Regions from separate parts of the Neogale vison genome. Here region 2 is linked to region 1. Evidence: chromatin contacts called from public Hi-C data. All regions are on one chromosome and are shown on one strand. Each heading gives the region's core, a stretch centred on a gene start, on an enhancer-like site or on the middle of the called end of the contact. The rest is flanking DNA. Distances are from core to core; before and after follow the strand shown.

Region 1 (3,543 bases), core at 614-3,113:
AAGTTTTGACACAGTGAAGGAAACCACCGATAAACAAATGGGCCTGCCTCAGACTAAAGTTTTGGCACAGTGAAGGAAACCACCCATAAAACATAACCTACCAAATGGGAGAAGATACTTGCAAATCATATACCCGATAAAGGGTTGATATCCAAAATATATAAAGAACTCATAAAACATAATAACAAAAAGCAAATAACCCCATTTTTTAAAAATCGGCAGAGGTCCTGAATAGACATTTTTTCAAAGAAGACACACTGATGGTCAACATACATATGAAAGATGTTCAGCATCACTAGTCATCAGTGAGATGGGAGTCCAAATGATCAGGAGATAGCCACCCACAGCTGTTAGGATGGCTATTATAAAAAAGACAAGAAATAACAAGTGTTGGTGAGGGCATGCACTATTGGTTGGAAGGTAAATTCATGCAGAAGATTCAGAGAATATATATATATGGAATATTACTCATCCCTTAAAAAGAATGAAATCTAGCCATTTTCAAGAACATGGATGGACCTAGAGGGTATTATGTTAAGTGAAATAGGTCAGAGAAAGACAAATACCATTTAATTTCATTTATATATGAAATCTAAAAACAAGACAAAACAAAACATAAACAGCCTTATAGATATATAGATACAGAGAACTAACAGGTGGTTGCCAGAGGGGAGGCAGATAGAAGAGGGCCAAAATAGGTGTAGGGGATTAAGAGGCACTAAGTTCTAGATAAAAATAAATAAGTCATGAGGATGTAATGTACAACACAGGGAATATAGTGAATAATATTGTAATAACTTTGTATAGTGATAGATGGCAACTAGACCTATGATGCTGATCATTTCATAATGTATAAAAACATACTTAACTATCCTGTACACCTGAAACTAATACAATATTGTGTGTCTATTTTAATTCAATTAAAAACAGACCAGATGAGAGAGGGAGAAGGTATGTGGGAAATCTCTGTACCTTTCAGGTAGTTTTGCTGTGATCCTAAAATTTCTCTAAAATAAAAAATAAAGTCCATTTTAAATTTTTTTTATTTTTTTAATTATTTTGTTCTTATATACTTATTTGACAGACAGAGATCACAAGTAGGCAGAGAGACAGGAGGAAGCAGGCTCCCCGCCCAGCAGAGAGCCCGATGCTGGGGGGGACTCGATTCCAGGACCCTGAGATCATGACCTGAGCCCAAAGCAGAGGCTTTAACCCACTGAGCCACCCAGACGTCCCTAAAGTCCATTTAAAACAAACAAACAAAATAACCCCCTAATATTTAGAAAAAAAAAATACCAGACGAGAGCACCATGTTAAATACAGAGAAGACAACAGACGTATAATAATGCGTATTGCATAGGGCTAGAGTAAGGGGTTAATAATATTTACTCAACTTCTGCTTCCAGATTTCCTCCCAGTGTGTGAAGGAACGAGGTGCCCTGGTCAACTCCCCGTGCTGTACAGCAGCCCTGCTCAGTCTCATAACAACCCGCCCCCCCCGCCAAGCCCCACGCCCAAGGTAAAGCGCCAGCTGGCAACACTTATGCCTTTCACTGACGGAGGGACCAAGTTTTGGAGCACTCAGATGTTCAACAGGTGTGCAACTGGGGCCGGGCGCCCTGGCTTCGGAAGGGTAGTGCTGCTTTTCTTCTCCCCCAGGCCGGAGCGGCCCCCCAGGCTGCACTCTCTCCCTCTCGGCTGCAGAGGGAGCGCGTGAGATACCCTGCGCTCCCGACTCCGAGCGGGCAGGCGAGGGGCGGGGCTAGGGGCAGGGCGAGGGGCGGGGCAGGACGTGGGCAGGACGCCGGGAGTCCGCCCGCCGCAGTTAAAGCGCGCTGACGCGGGGGAGAGCGGTTTCGTGGAGGCTCTTGGGTCCGCGTGAGGCGGCTGCAGGTGGGACCGTTACCCGCGGGCAGCCGGGAGCGAGCGGGGCGGCCGGAAAGGAAGCGTGCCGGTCCACCATGATCCCCCTGGAGAAGCCCGGCAGCCGCGGCTCCCCCTCGGCCGCCGCCTCCGGGTCGGGCCGGGCTGGCGGGAGTCTGGGTGCGCTGCGCCGGCCGCCGCCCCCACCTCAGGCCCGCGGGCTGCTGACGGAGATCCGCACCGCCGTGCGCACCGAGCCCTTCCAGGACGGCTACAGCCTGAGCCCGGGCCGGGAGCTGGGCAGGTGAGGCGGGCGGGGCCCGGCGGCCGATAAGTGCCAGAAGCCGGCGGGCGGGTGCCGTGGGGGTGGCGGGCCCGGGGCCGATAGCGCGCGCCGTGACTTGGCACAAACTTGGGTGCGGGCGGCGGGCAGCGGGCGGGGCGGTCGAGTCGCAGCAGCCAGCCCTCCGCGCGCCACGGCTTGTCCCCGCAGCCGGCGAGGCGCTCCCCGGCGCGCGGCTCTCACCCGGCAGCGGGTGTGACCGAGTCCCCCGACGGCGGGGACCCGGGCCGTCAGCCCCGTCTCTGCGCAGGCCCTTCCGGCGTCTGAGGCGTTTTCCATGCTGGGCGGCGAGGGGGGCGTGGGAGCTGCGTGCATTTCCCGGGGAGCCGCAGCTGCGGAGTCGGCGCTGGCTTCGCCCTTCAGCTCGCGCGTGTGTGCTCGGTCCCCTCCGTGGCCGTGCGAAGGCGAAGCGGGGCGGGACGGCTTCCGCTGCCCCCGCGCCGGGCGGCCGTCTCCGCCTCGCGCCGACTTCGTTTTCGGTTTCTTGGTTTCGTGCGACTTTAGTTGTGAAGTATTTGGGTCTCTGTGGCCCAGGTCACATCGGTTTTACTCCCAGGCTCTTGGCCCTCGCCTCGCGCTTTCCCCTCTGCTCCAGCCGGCCCTTGTCCTCTCCTCCCGCCGCCGCTCTTCGTTCGGCTCTTCGTGAAAACTGTGAAAGGCGAAGGCTTGCTTGGAGACCTTACACTGTGCGTGTTGATGAGGGGTGAGGGCCAGGGGTCTGGGGACCGACTCCCCTTTTCCTTACGAACAGTTGGGAGAAGTCCGAGGCGTCGGTGTTGGAGTCAGACTTGAGCGCGTTCAGCCTGGCCGGCCCGCTCCGTGTGCATTCGAGTGGATCACTTCGACTCCTGCTTTCTCACCCATAAAATCAGTATCATGACCGTGCCCGCCTCCCTCGCGGGGGTGCTGTGCGGGTGACAGGCCTGTAAAGCACATGCTGCAGGTCCTGGCACAGAGACTCCCTAAACGTCCGCCGTTGCTGCAGACGTCTGTCGGGCTTGCCAGACAGCGCCACGGTGGGATGGGGCAAGGGCCTGACGGTGGTGACTGCCCTCATCTGGGGTCTTGGGAAAGGAAGGTCTTGTAACATTGCTCACAAGCAGTATTTAAAAAGCTCAATTTTGCATATATTAAGCTGGCTTTTATAAATAGGGGTTGGGGGTTTTTTGGTTTATGTTTTTGAGGGGAATCTACCTTAAACATGTCATCCTTATTCCAACTGGTCATAAAAGGAAGAATACCTTTCAGAGCAAGATACACTTCGCTATGGTGCCCACTATTTTTTTTTTTAAGATTTTATTTATTATTTGACAGAGATCACAAGTAGGCAGAGAAGC
Region 2 (3,543 bases), core at 329-2,828, 150 kb after region 1:
ACATTTCTCCAAATATATACAAATAGCTGAGCACATGAGAAGACCTTGCTCAACATCATTACCCATCAAGAAAATGAAAATCAAAACAACGAGACACCATTCACACCCACTGGGAGGGCTAGAATTTTTTTCTTAACCACTGGAATTTTTTTTTAATTTAAACTCAATTAGCCAATATATAGTACATATTTAGTTTCAGATATAGTGTTCAATAATTTATCAGTTGTGTACAACACCCAGGGTCATGTCACATAGGATGGCTAGAATTAAAAAAAAAAAAAAAAACAGGCAATGAGGGGCGCCTGGGTGGCTCAGTGGGTTAAGCCTCCGCCTTCAGCCCAGGTCATGATCTCAGGGTCCTGGGATCGCGCCCCCCATCGGGCTCTCTGCTCAGTGGGGAGCCTCCTTCTTCCTCTCTCTTTCTCTCTCTCTCTGCCTGCTGCCTCTCTGCCTACCTGTGATCTGTCAAAGAAATAAAATCTTAAAAAAAAAAAAAAGCAATGAAAAGTATTAGCAACGATATGAAGAAATCAGAACTTTCATGTCCTGCTGATGGGAATATAACATGGTCCAGTTGCCTTGGGAAACAATCTGGCAGTTCTTCAAAATGGGAAACATACAATTACCCTATGACCCAGCAATTCTACTCTTAGGTATATACCTAAGCAGAGCTGACTGAGAAACTCAGCATTAGCAAGACCCTGAGACCCTGAAAGGGCTGGAAGCCAGGCAGAAGAATTTGTATCATCGTCGAAGGTCAGGAAGCTTCTGAGCATGGGAATAACATAATCAGATCTGCGTTTCGTACGTGCAAACTTCAAGCAGACACGTTACTTCTGTACAAAGGCGAAACGAGCAATAAAATGCCTTAAACGTATAGCAATACCCCACAGATAAGAACGGGATTCAAGAAGAACCAAGTATTAAAATACAAGAATTTTTGTGGATTTTTACTATTATACACATCGCACCGACTGACACGCACACACGCAGATGCCCTGTCCCTAACACGAGAAATGATTTCTACTGCCAGAACCCTGCAGCGAGTGCAAGGGCGACGGTGACAAAAATCACGACGACCGCTATCAGGAAACCCTTTCCCAGTCGTCCTGGCAGGGTCTCCCTCACGCTGGGGTAACGCAGCACCGCCCGCAAGGCGCCCAGTTCCACCCCTCAGAGGGGACCCCCAGCTCCTCACAAACGCGCTCTTACGAACGCTGGACGCGGACGGCAGGGCAAGGTCACGGCTAGCTGCTGCCCACCGCCCCACAACCCCCGGGTCGGAGGGAGGAAGCACCTCGCCGCGACCCAAGGCGCGGAGCCCACCAAGGGCCCCCGACGCCAAGCATACAGCGGGAAGGTCGCGACCGAGCGAAGGGGCGAGCCGCCGGGAGGTGACCCCGGGCAGCAGCCCACAGGAAGCGCAAACGCAGCCTCCCACACCGCGGGAACAAACATTTCCATAAAGACCTGGTCGCTTGGAGCGACGCGGCACCTAACCTGCCGGGCTTCTGCGCAGCATGCAGCGGAACGCAAGCGCCCTCCTTCCGGGCGCGGTAGAGTGGGCGGGAAAAGCCAGCCTGCGGGCACGCCGGCACGCCGGCAAAGAGCAGTCGAGACTTCCGGTGCGGCATCCTCGCAGGTGTAGAGCGTCAGGTCGCGCCGGCTGGGCTGGGCTCCGGACTCCGGTCGGCCAAACACAGCCCCAGGCCGGGATTCCCAGATGGAGGTGGGGGGAGGGGGTGCGCCTCAGCTTCTCAGACGCTCCCACTCGCACCCGCATGTCAGAGCCTCTCTTTCCGCTTTCAGCGTCTCGTTAGCCCTCAGCGTACATTGAGTCCTGCTGCGATAGTGGAGGGAATTTAAACCACCGGTTTATGTGCTCCTGCAGGGCTCTGGCGCTTTGGCTGACCTCCAAGGGCATGAAACCACTGACCATCGGGGTCCCGCTCTGGCTCTAAAGTCCATCTTGCCCCATTCGGCTGAGAACTTTGGCAACATTAAATTTCCTTTTATTCACCAAATTTTTATTAAATGCCTACTGTGCTCCAGGGAATACAAGGGGGTAAGAAAAAACAATGTAACCTAAGTTAAGTAATAAAATGAGGGGCGCTTGGGTGGCTCAGTGGGTTAAAGCCTTTGCCTTCGGCTCAGGTCATGATCCCAGGATCCTGGGATCGAGCCCCGCATCGGGCTCTCTGCTCAGCGGAGCCTGCTTCTCCCTCTCTCTCTGCCTACTTGTGATCTCTCTGTGTGTCAAATAAATAAATAAATTTTTTTTAAAAAAATTTTTAAATAATAAAATGAATAATAACAATCTGGTACATTTGTTATGAGGATCTAAAGTGCTTAGTTAAGTAGGGTCTGGCACCGTGTAAGTCATCAATGAATGTTAGCTATCCTTATTTTCATTTTGATCATAACCCTGCAGTCATTGTTTTAGGAAGGATGTTAGAGCTCGAAGTCAACGGCCAAGAAAGAATTCTTGAGCGGTCTTTAGTGCAAAAAGCTGGTTTTATGAAAGTTCAGGGAGAGAACCTGTGCGCAGAAAGCTGCAATGGGGTTGTTAATGGGTGGTGATTAAATACCTTCAAGTCGGTAAGGGGTTAGGGTTAGCGTAAGTCTCTAAGGAATTTTGGAAACGAGGTTTCCAGAAGATTGAGGGATTTACTCATTGTTGGGAAAAGGTCATTTAAAAGATCTTATAAAACCTCAGTCATGAGACCCTCCAGATATATATCTATGGGTCATATGCTTGGGGGATGATCGCTAACAGGTATCTTGGGGAGTAAAGATAAAGGAAGTTTCCAAAGGAATTTCTATATGTTATGGAAGACCTACGGGGTCCTGGGGATTAGGCTAAAATTGCATTTTGCCCTTAGCAAAGTGTCAACATCGAGGCAGCTGAGTCCCTAGAGGAATGTCACTCTGCCTGTTTTGTTGTCAATGGGCAGCAAGCAGTAAGGAAATTTTTCTTCTGCCTTTGTTTCCCACGTCATCATCACCACTATTACTATCATTATTTACTTTTTTAATGTCAAATTTGAAGTTCAAGTACCTTTCCTCCAAAAAGTAGAGTCTCAGTATTCGTGGGTAATCTAAATTTGATATGTTCCATAACCAGACTAGTCAAGTTCAATGTCATTTCAAACCTGGAGTTCCCTGTGTTTCTGAAGGTCTTGTGGGGATATCTAATAAGTTTCCTTATTTTCTGATAGAGCTAATATGAAGATTAAATGAGATTAGATAGCACTGATGATGTTGTAAGTGCTCAAAAATATTGGTTATTACTTTTAAGTCCGCTTGAGACAGGGATTCTACCTCTCACCGCCACAAGTATCCTATCTGATACTTTCTCTCTCCCCTATATATTTAAGGACAGGATCTGTTTTGCTGCCGCAACTTCCAAGGAGCCAGGGCAGGGGTTGGAGGTAGAGAGATGAGGAGGGGTTGACTATAGTCCTGTCAATGAGGGGTAATAGTAAGTGTGAAATGACTACTTCGAGAAATTCACTCAACAGCAACAGAGTCAAATCCACCAAA

Evidence for each region. Hi-C and Micro-C count contacts between places; a contact is called where the count stands out from the background.
Region 2: a contact with region 1 is called in a Hi-C map of muscle, with 7 times the contacts expected there. The contact joins the promoter of LOC122904643 here to the promoter of STK17A in region 1. A contact is called at or near these places in 2 of 3 Hi-C or Micro-C datasets (fibroblasts and muscle).

Annotation. Positions count from the first base shown.
Region 1 is chr4:128,579,967-128,583,509 of ASM_NN_V1, forward strand. STK17A (serine/threonine-protein kinase 17A) reads left to right here and starts at 1,864. Exons shown (of 7, transcript XM_044245673.1): 1 at 1,864-2,167. The coding sequence starts at 1,962.
Region 2 is chr4:128,726,315-128,729,857 of ASM_NN_V1, forward strand. It overlaps LOC122904643 (cytochrome c oxidase assembly factor 1 homolog), which reads right to left and starts at 1,579. Exons shown (of 6, transcript XM_044245674.1): 1 at 1,501-1,579.